Regions from separate parts of the Columba livia genome. Here region 1 is linked to region 2. A link is a contact called in public Hi-C data. All regions are on one chromosome and are shown on one strand. The core of a region is the stretch at or near the end of the contact, and the rest is flanking DNA. Distances in the headings are between cores, read along the strand shown.

Region 1 (5,734 bases), core at 1,892-4,391, 130 kb before region 2:
ACAGCCCAGAAATGTCTATCACCTGCCACACCAAACGTGGCACGGCCAGCACCACCGAACGAGGAGATACCACTTTCACCAGGACTCTAAGTGTTTTGTTACGACTGCAGCACAGAATTAAACAAAACCAGGCTTTAAATCCACGAAGACTGTCAACCTCTTTGGACTTAAACTTGAAAAAAATTATCCAAAATATTCTGATTGAGTGTTTGTTGTTGTGGAATCTTTTGGGAGTTCTGGTTCCCTCTCCCCCAGGGGACTCAGGTCCCATCGTCCACTTCCCACCCAGCGCAACGTGTCTTCAATATCGCATCGCTAGGCAGAGCCTGGGAGATACAAACTGAGTTTGAACTGAACACAGGACGGGAGGCACAACACCAGCAACCGCTCTCTCCAGCTCCACAAGGAGTGTGAGAGATATGTCAGGTCACAGGTGAAGCTCTGAGTGGAAAGTTGAACCTCTCCCTCATGTAAAGCCCAATCTTTCAAAACCAATGAGGTCCCCAAAATCCTTAGTTTTTGCACCAAAAACTAAAGCTTGCACAGAGATTCTCCTTTGCAACTTCTCCTTTGTTGGGAGCAGCCGCGCTGCCGGCAGCGTGAGGCAGCAGCCTCTGCACATGCAGATGTTTCAGCTTCCTCCAGATGCACAGGTACAGATTCCGATCGCTTTAAAGTGCTGCCAAGGACAGCGATCACTGATAGCGCAGGGGCAGGACGGAGAACAGGCAAGTTTAAGCACTACTCGAGTGATAAGCTCATAGTTGTCAAAAATATATTAAGTTGGCAGCACACAGAAAATACGAAGTTTGGAAAACTCCGGGAAAGCAAAGACGACCTTCTGCCACAGTCCATCATCCATCGGTGTAGTTCTCTTACCAGGCACAAAACAAGCACTTTTCTGAGAGCATCTATTCCCAAGGCTCCTCTTTCCACAAGTGACCGACACGACCTGCAACTGTGTTAAATGGAGGTTCTTCTCCCTATCACACCAGCAGAAACCCCTGCACTGCACACACCAAAGTACATCCAGAAGGTGTGAGGAAGATGTTTCATGGCTAATCACACCTCCGGTCTTGATCCAGCGAGGCACTAAGTAAGATTCATGCTGGCCTTTAAGCTTGTGAGAAGCAAAGGGAACCCTGAAAAGGTCTTTCACTGGAGAGAATCACTGAGATCAAGAGGCAAGAGCCCTTCCCGTCCTCGCAGAGCCCGGCCTCCTGCATCGCTGTGATCAACTACCATACATGGAGAAGCTGAATATTCACCATTGGAAACACCTAGTTGGCTTAACAGTTGCCACAAAGCGATGCTGGGCATTTTATCAATGATCTCTGTCTTAAAACCCACATCCTCGTGCCTTTGAATTGCTCTTTTTCCTGATGGCCCATGAAAGAGAGAAGGAACAACTTGAGCCATTTTGCTGGTGTGCACAGACAGCGCCCGCGATCTCCAGCACAGGAGATGACCAGTCATCGGACCGGCCCGCCACCGCCCCGAGGCCCTCGCCGACCCTTCCAATGGGTTTGCAAAGGCAGCTCATGATCCCAGACCCGTAATAGCTGCAGAATTCAAACCGAGAGGAGTTACAGAAACCTCACTTTGCAGTTACCTCACCATGAGGCTGCAAATCCATAGGGACACCGTGGACACATAAATCATCACTAATGGTTTGTCACCGTGGAATTTTGTGGCCTTCCATTGTCACATATCTATTTATTGTAGTACCAGGCCACAACATGGTTCCCATGAACTCTCCTGTTTATACACCAAGAACAAAAACCCTTGTTGCGCTTCTCCCTGTGTTATTAAAATTACTTGTGTCCTACAGCACAAGATACAGAAGTCATAATATGTAACAGTCACCTAATAAACCTGCTGAAAATGATCAGAGCATGCAGACAGAATCTAACATTTGTCCTGATTTACTCCCACCCTGTTTGTGGCCTGAAGAGAACTCCTTTTTTCCTCCCTCCTTGTAATGTAGCCGCATAAATGTTTGTAGGGTTCACTTACAAATCAGTGTATGAAAGTAAAGGAACATACCTCATAATCTTATCTAAATGCTCCAACCAAACTAGAGCATTTTTAAAGGCATAACAGGAATTTAAAGATAAACTTTTGTCCTTGCTTTTCGCTGCATGTACAATTTTGCTGTGTGCTTATAAAGTTATGAGGAAGTGCAAAACGGTAATAGTGGGATGACAATATCCAGAGCTGCATATTCTGAGCATCTTAAAATAACCTCCAAGTAAATAACCCTGAGAAAATGGGAGAGGGAAATCCACTCACCTGAACATGATCTGTCCAGTTCTCCTGAGTCATGGTTTTCTGAAAAGAAAAAATCACTTCTGAGGGGTCTGAGACAAGGGAGAACGTTCCGTACAGCGAGCTGAAACTCAACACGCCACCTTACACACCAGCACCGGCTGAGGAATGCGCTCTGGAGCACAGGGGAACCCTCTGCTTGTCGTGTGTCACCAGCCGGGCACGGCAGAGAAACACGGCTGGAATGAAGTAATTCAGACAACTGTGAGACTACAGCACGTAACACAAAAAAATAATCCACACGCAATCAAAGCACGCAGGCAATGGGCCCCTACCCAGCAGTGGCCTGGACTCTCGTTATTAGCCACAGCTGGGTCCTGGGCTCATTTGCAGGAAACTAATCACGTTCACAAGGCTGTGCAAGTGCAGCAGCTTTTCTGGCTGGCTCAAAGCTGAGCTGGTGCTCTCGCAATGCAGACACCGCTGAGCAAAGCTGGAACAGGCCATGGGCTGGGGGAATGCACGGCTGTGGCCTCTGCCGGTCCCTCAGGAGATGTGCAGTAAGTCCACCCAACAGCTCGCCCCATGGAGAGCCGCCCCCAGAGGTCCCCGCCGAGGAAGCGCTCGCAGGGACTATCTGCAAGGCTGAGCCTTCAGAGTAGAAAAAGATAAACTTTTTGCAACAGCCAAGTCATGAAAAATCCTCTGGAACCATGAGGTCTGGGAAAGGAAACTGATCAGTTACTATCCCCGTTCCAGTGGAGTTTGAGCCAGCCTTGGGGAGACACTCGGGCTGGGACCCGCTCTCCACTCGGCCAAGCACACGGGTTCCATGAGACCCACTGGCCACCGAGGCCTCTCCCCACTCCTGGCAAAGGTACCAGTGATTATTAGTGCCACTTTTATGGTGAGGTACAGGAGCAAACAGGGAGTAAGAGCCTCAAGGAAAACTTCTTTGAGATATACAAGCATGTAATTTAAATACTAGCGAGATAAAGGAGCCATTTAGCCAGACCTCATACACAGCTGAGAACGGTAAACAGAGAACACCAAAGAGCTCTCGGAAGGGACTGTGTCCAGAAACAGCTGCCAAATGTACCTTAACGCAAGTAACTGGCCAGCTTGGATACTTTAAATCAAGCAAATACTCCAAAACAAAGGAAATGGAAGGCCAGAAAGAGCAGAACACCAGATCAAGAATCCATTCCAGTCTGCTAAATAAATACACCTGGAGAATCGCTTTCTGCTCTCCCCGAGCTGACCGCGCTCTCCAGAATGATGTCAGCCCGCGGTGAGGCTGAGACGCAGGACGCTGGGTGCTGGGTGCTCCCATGTCTGCCGGCAGGATGCGGCAGCGGCAGAGCCCAGGGGGGCTGGGGAGCAGAACCACAGCGGTCCCGTCAGATCCCCACCGCTCAGCCCCTCTTCCCATTCTGAGGACGTGGGGGTGGGGATCAGAAAAACCACACGCGTCTGCCTTCTGCTGTCAGGACATCAAACGAATCCTCTTCTGAGCAAAAGCACAGGCGCTTCTGGAGGAGGTGTCTCATTTCCTGGAGACTGGCTCTCTGAAGACGGGATCAATGGCAGCGTATGGAGGAATGTCTGAACAACCTGTTGGGCTGTGTCAAAGCTGTGTTAAAAAAGGAGAAAGTCTCCTGTGAAGTGCAGATGAAAGAGCACTCCGTGTTTGGCAAATATAGCTTGACAATTCAAAATTCAAGAAATGGAAACGTTTTGCAATGATTTTCAGCCTCTTGTGGTCCCTGTGCTTCACAGTCCAGTTGATACACCTGGATAAAACATGTGCTAACTGTTTTATTCCAGAAGAGGCAGAACAAAACTTACTCTCAGCTGACAGAATCTGTCTCCAGGTACAGGATAATGATAGATGCCGGACCATCAAGAGAACCACCCAAACTGCCTTGTGAACAAGAAGAGAACTGTGCTGCCCAATGCAGGGTGCTCCAGAGCACCCAAAGGGCAGGGACTTGGCTCCGTACACTCATGAGAGGGGACAAGAAACCGTCGTCACGTCATTCCGCAGACAGTCAGCCTCCTAGAGACCTGCTCCTTAGAAAGAATTAATGTCACCTTCCTACTTCTGCAAACCCTCAGTGCCAGGACAAGTACCGGCGTATTTAGACAGAGAACCTGGAGGCTGGATAAGAGTAAAGTTAGTTCAAGGAGAGGTTCAGGAGCTGAAAGGATGAATACTAGGACTGTGCTAAGCGTTAACGAGGCTGCTAGCACAAAAAAGCTTCTGCGGCAGGTTTGGGCCATCCCCATCACAGCCAGGCCACGAGAACCAAACAGAGCACCTGCAAAGAACTCAGCAACACGGACTGCTTCAAACTGATGTTAAGGAAAAAACAACCACACAATACCCCCAAGAAACCCAAACACAGCAAAAGAGTCTTTAGCCAGTACGCTCCTGCTAATTTGAGATGGTTGAGGGCAAGCGGAGGTGTGGAGAGCGCAGCCTGAGCCACCGTGTGCGCCCGTCACCGCGGGGGACGCCGAGGGGAACGAGCACCGAGCAACCGTTCATCAGAACATGAACGGACACACAGGCTACTCGCTCACAGATGAAACAGGCCCAGTGGCAGATCAGATGCATTTCTATGCGATAATAATAACAACGACTTGCTCATCTACTATCAATACATCTAAATCATATAAGTGATGTTATTCAAAATGCAAAATAAACACCCATGCCACACACAAAACAGAAACGTACCTCAACAAACCTCTTGTAGAAGAGATAATTCAGAGTTCTCAAGTGCCGCTGATTTACGACATTAGGGCAGAGAGCTAAAAGAAGGAAAGAGACATTTAAGTACACAGCATCGCTGAACTTCCTTCGAGTTTCACTGTCTAGACATGACATTTTTCCTTCCCCAGTTTCAGCCTACGGAAGGCAGGATGCCATCGCCCTGGGAACAATGACAGGCAGACACGCACGTTGTCAGCTTATCTCAACAATAAACTGCTATTTACACTTTCAACCATGATTAGCAATGCTAATCCTTGGCTGCTGATATCTCTGGTTGTGCCACCCCTGAACGATAAGATCCTCTTGCTGGTTCACTACGCTCCACAATCAATGACTTCACACCTTTCATCAGGCAGCATCCTCACACGGCACCACCTCCAGTCTCCAGAGGCTGCCGCGTTCTTTTCCATTTAATTGGAACCTGTGCTGTTAATTCTTTGAAGCAGCTTTGAACATGTTACTCAGGACATAAACTTGTGGCTAATGTTTATCCGATAACACATATATCCATGAAAGAGACTCTATATCCACACAAAGAGGGTGGTGACTATTGTTTTGCTGAGCTAGCAAACAACAGTTGTTGTTATTATTATTATTACTGCCATCTTTATTAGATACGCCTTGTTACAACTGCAAAAAACAAGATCTTCACACCGTGCCTTGTTTTGAAATCCAGTGCAACAAGAGATA
Region 2 (5,302 bases), core at 736-3,235:
ACATGAGGCCCTTTAAAAAATAAAAGAAAAAAAAAGCAACAAAAATCACAGTGTTAGGGATTGGAAGTGACCTCGAAAGATCATCTAGTCAAATCACAATTGAAATAAACTCTTCCCACACCAGCAAAGTTCAAATTGTGTCACTGATGCAACGAAATCCTCCGGGTCACTCTCTGCCACCTCTGTGGTTGTGTTGTGAACCTGTCATGGTTTCTAGATGTAATGTTGCCTTTTTCATTATATTAAGATCCTTCTCCCGCTTGGAGCCGTCTAACCAGGAAGGTCAGACCAGGCTACAGCAGTAACACCTTGCCATTGATCATCTCACCTGTCTGTCTTCAGTAAACTTTACAGCAAAGGTATAAACCTGCTTTTGGAAAATTTAAGCCAGTATTAGTATTTGAACAAAGAACTGGTAAGTGGAGGAGCTGACTGGAAACAGCCCAGTCATTTATGTCTTCTAATTAACAACAAAGATGCAGGATTTGTTCCTAAGCTCATTCTTAAACTTCGCCTCGCTGCCCTACGGCATCACCTTTGTTCATTAAATTGCCAGGTCACACTAGAGTCAAATTCCTCAGAGTTTCAAGTATGTGGTTCAAACAATATCAAAACCGACTTAACCAGACCTTGAAGTCCCCTCCAGAAGGAACACCGGGGGCGGGGGAATCTCCTCTTCGAGGGTATGTTGTTAAGTCCTTGATCTCCACACTCATTGCATTTGTAGTATCTAATTACAGAGTTTTACAAGCTTGTTTTATTTTATTCCTGCTATTAATATCAGGTTAACTTGCTTTTTTTGTTTTGATAAAACACATTTCATCTTCCCACACATGTGAACAATATCTGTGGTACTTCCAAACCCAGTGAATCTTTTCCCCCCATTTTCAAAGCATTTAAAGTCAGTGGTGGGGAGCTCAACCAACTCCTTTAAAACTAAGCTGTCTGAAAACACACCGATTCTACCGTTCCTGTAACAGGCCGGCCGTACATTCCTTTGGCTTCCAGTGATACTTCGTTATTAATTCACCCCAATTACCTGTAAGCCATATAATTACGTACGGTGGCTACACAAAACCTGTAAAGTAAGTAATTACTTGTAATTATGAACCTGCGGCCCGCACTCACTGTCCGCCTCTTCCCTCCGCTCCCCGGCCCTTCCCCGGGCTCCCGCCGCTCCGCCCCCGCCTCCCGCAGGTCCCGGGGCCGCTCCGCCCGCAGGCGCCCGGGCCCGGCCGGTGTCCGCTCCGCAGGGGCCGCTCAGGAGCGAGACGCGGGCGGGGATCGGCCCGGCCCGCCGGCTCCGCCCGCCTCAGGGGCCGCACAGCCCGGGCTGAGGCGCCGCCCGGAGCTGCCGCCCGCAGCCCTACCGTAGATACCGGCAACACCGGCGGGTGCGCTCCCCGCTACCGTACTGGCGCCCCGCGCCAGCTCCGCCGGGAGGCGCCACCCAGGGACGCCGAGACACTTCGTAGTTTTATTTCGGCTGCGAAGCGCGTTACACCCGGAGCGGCCCCGCTGCCCCCGCCCGCCCCGCTCCCCTCGGGCTTCCCAGGCTCAAGGTCCGCTGCGCTGCGCCGGGCTCCTCCAGACGGGCCCGGGCACAGCTTCCCCCCCCGAGGCTGCGCCAGGAACCGGGCCCCGCCGCGGCCCTGCGCCCCGCGGAGCCGGAGCCGCAGCCCGGCCCGGAGCTGCCCGGTGCGCCCGCCGGCTGCTGCCACTCACCTGGCACCAACCCGGAAGCAGCAACGGGAACTCCGGAGTCCTCCTTTTAAAATCTTCCCCGGCGCGCCAACGCCTCTGCTCCGCGCGACAAACCCGACCGGGTCCGGAATCCCTTGTGCGCAGCCGCGCGCCCCGCCGGACCGCTTTTGCGACGGCACCGACGCACAGCGCCTGCAGGGGGCGGTGTCGCCCGCGGCAACGCAGCGAGCCCCGAGCTTACCGTATTTACCAGAGCGCGGCGGCATCCTTATGCCTACCGTACTTACTGTAGTTAACACGAACACCTGTAGGGCCGCGAAAATAACTATTACATTTAAAACCCACCCAAAACAGCATTATGTGTCCTTGTGGCCAAGAAGGCAAATGGCACCTGCAGTGCATCAGGTAGAGTGTGAGCAGCAGGTCGAGAGCGGATTATCTTCCCTCTGCTCTGCCCCGGTGAGGCCCCATCTGCAGTTCTGTGTCCAGGTCTGGGCTCCCCAGTTGAAGAAGGACAAGGAATCACTGGAGAGAGTCCAGCGGAGGGACACAAAGATGCTGAGGGGTCTGGAACATCTTCCTGATGAGGAGACACTGAGAGAGCTGGGGCTGTTCAGCTGGAGAAGAGAAGCTGAGAGGGATCTGATCAATGGGATCAGTATCTCAGGGTGGGTGTCAGAGGATGGAGCAGACTCTGTTCAGTGGTGCCCAACGCCAGGGTGAGGGGCAACGGGCACAGACTGAAACACAGGAGGCTCCATCTGAACATGAGCAGAAACTTGTTTGCTGGGAGGTGCCAGAGCCTGGCCCAGGCTGCCCAGAGCGGGTGTGGAGTCTCCTGCTCTGAGACATTCAAACCCCCTGGACCCACCTGTGTGATCTGCTCTGTGACCCTGCGTGAGCAGGTGGGGCTGGGGATCTGCAGAGGTCCCAACCAGGCTGCGCCAGGGCCTTTCTGCTGGTGGCCTTTCAGTCGCCGTTCACCGCCAGCGGCCCAGCCACTCACCCCGCGGTGCTGCCCTGCGCGGCTGAGGACGGAGGGGCGGGGGGAGGCAGCGGCGCTTCCTCCTCCGCCCGCTCCCCGCCCCGGGGCCGCGCCCGCCGGCAGGTGAGCCCGGCGGGAGGCCCAGCCGGGTCCGCGGGCCATGGCGTACCGGGAGCTGGTGAGGCGCTGGCACCAGGGCGTGCTGGCGGCCGACGGCGGGGACTGGGACGGCGCCCTGGAGATCTTCGGCGGGATCCCGGAGCCGCCGGCCCGCATCTGCTTCAACATGGGCTGCGTGCAGCTGCTGGCGGGGCGGCCCGGGGAGGCGCTGCGGGTGAGCGGGGTCGAGCGGGGCGAACCGCAGGGCGGGCCGGGGGGGACGCTGGGGCGGGCGGCACCGCTTGGCCATTTCGGGTTTTGAGGGAATAATGGCTGAAACTAATAATGCTGAAATTGTTGCCCTGAGGGTGGTGAGAGCCTGGCCCAGGTTGGCCAGAGAGGTGGTGGATGAACCATCCCTGGAGACATCCCAGGCCAGGCTGGACGGGGCTCTGAGCAACCTGAGCTGGTGAAGATGTCCCTGCTCATGGCAGGGGGGCACTGGGGAGCTGGGAAGGTCCCTTCAACCCAAACTGTTCTGTGATGCTACGAAACTCTCATTAAAATCCAGAGTTTCTTGTCCTGCACATCCCACTAAAAGCACAGATGCGGGCGGTGATGGATGCAAATGGAGCCCTGCAGCCCCATGTGCCCATCCACAGTCCTGCTCCAGCGGTCGAGGCTGCCAGAAAGCAACATCTGTGCTGGGAACCCTTTGGAACCGGGGAGCAGGTGCAGGCAGACAAACACCCTGAGGGAAGGCCTTTATCTTACAGCACCCAGCATGTCTGCACATCTGGCTGGCCAGCTGTCAGCTGCCCAGCGAGGAGATGCATTTAAGCTGTTTATTAATTAGCAGTAAGCAGAAATCAGGCTGTACTGGAGGGGCCGGGAAGAGCCACGGAGCCTTGGGCAGGGCCGTTACAGAATCACCGAACCCCAGCCTGGCTGGGTTGCAGGGACCTCTGTAGATCCCCAGCCCAGCCCTGCTCACGCAGGGTCACAGAGCAGATCACACAGGTGGCTCCAGGGGGTTGGAATGTCTCAGAGCAGGAGACTCCACACCCGCTCTGGGCAGCCTGGGCCAGGCTCTTGCACCTCATAGCAGTTTCTCCTCATGTTTAGATGAGCTTATATTGCTATAAGGGACAACAATGAGCAGAGCACAATGGTGCCCAACAGAGACTTTTTAGCTCTGATGAATGGGCACGACTGGGAAGAAGCTCAGCTATGCTTCACACAGGTCAACGGTTGGTTGTTCATTTTTTCTCTCTTATAGCACATTAAAGCAGACAACACAAGGTTTGCTGTTGGAGCCATGGGAGAAGCAGCTGCCACCTCACCAAGAGGTGCAGTCACTCCCTGACCTCCTGCAACATATTTTCACCCGTGCAATGCTACCACTCCTGTCTAGCCAGTACCACAAAAGTTCATTATCTACCTGCCATCTCTTCACAACGACAAGTGAAGGAGCATACCTCCCAGCTTTCTCAGAAAGACATTAAGACAGTTTTCCCAGCACGTTGTTACTTTGAACCATCAGCCACAAGCTGCTACCAGCTTTGATAATACTTTCCTGTTTTTAGCTGGGAAACTGGACCAGAAATATTGACTTGTATGTGCAGCGTGAAGCCCGTCGGCTTTCTCCCTTGCACCCCTTCTCATATTCATCACTGTAGGCTGCTTCAAACAGCCTTCCCTGCTTGGGCTGGTCCCACTGCTCCCACCGTCAGGGCAAACTCTGGTCCAGGCAACATGGTTTTCTCATCACAAGATGCTGGATGGCAAATGTAGCTCATTTGTTATGTCCTGTCCATTTTCCCAAGGAAGGAAAAAAACCTGAAGCTCAGCTCATACAGAGCCAAGACATAAAAGGTGACTTGGAGCTGTCTCCTGCCCCTCAGCCCAGATCACAACCTGGCGCTCGGCAGTCCGGAGGAGCTGGTCACGAGCCCAGAAACAGCTTCTGCACCCAGTGCAAGTGCAGCTGGACACGACTGGCTGGGTGCATGCACCCAGGCATCAACAGGAGAGATCCTGACTCATCCTTGCCACGTGTCTGTGTTTTTCTCCTTAGGCATTTGATAAAACCCTTGCAAAGGACAACTCCTTAGCCGTTGGCTTCTTTCAGAGAGGGTTCGTCCATCTGCAGCTGGAAATGTGAGTGAAGCATGCATCCCATTTCAGTCTTGGCTTTTCTGCTTTTAGTCATACTTTATTCCTAAACTTAAATGATTCTGTAATTCTAAAATGCACTTCGTCCCGCAATTTTAACAGTTCATAAGGTCCAGTTTGGCCTTATAAATAGTCTCAGGTCAGCAAGTCTTACCTCTGATAACACTGAGAAGATACGAGCTTGTACAACTCTGTGGCCTCAGAGGTGGCTACTATATGGCATTACCATCCCATATACAGAGAGAAAGAAGCTGCTTCTGTATGTGGGGCTGCCAGGAGTTTATGTTGCCATTCAGGTTTTCTTTGAGAATGAAAAGAATATAACTGAGATGCTAGGTG

Evidence for each region. A called contact is a pair of places that touch in the nucleus more often than the background predicts.
Region 1: a Hi-C map of liver shows a contact between it and region 2, with 2.4 times the contacts expected there. The contact joins the enhancer-like site here to the promoter of EXD3 in region 2. A contact is called at or near these places in 2 of 2 Hi-C or Micro-C datasets (crop and liver).

What each region holds. Positions count from the first base shown.
Region 1 is chr19:10,564,343-10,570,076 of bColLiv1.pat.W.v2, reverse strand. It overlaps EXD3 (exonuclease 3'-5' domain containing 3), which reads right to left. Exons shown (of 21, transcript XM_065036172.1): 10 at 5,009-5,082; 11 at 2,293-2,331. Among named protein-coding and RNA genes, the nearest start is that of EXD3, 130 kb to the right of the region's middle. Within about 2 kb of position 3,141, at least 2 of the 3 cell types and tissues checked have an H3K27ac peak away from gene starts, as active enhancers do.
Region 2 is chr19:10,438,171-10,443,472 of bColLiv1.pat.W.v2, reverse strand. EXD3 (exonuclease 3'-5' domain containing 3) reads right to left here and starts at 1,985. Exons shown (of 21, transcript XM_065036172.1): 1 at 1,726-1,985. The coding sequence starts at 1,970. NOXA1 (NADPH oxidase activator 1) reads left to right here and starts at 2,641. Exons shown (of 15, transcript XM_065036193.1): 1 at 2,641-3,023; 2 at 4,866-4,948. The coding sequence starts at 2,850.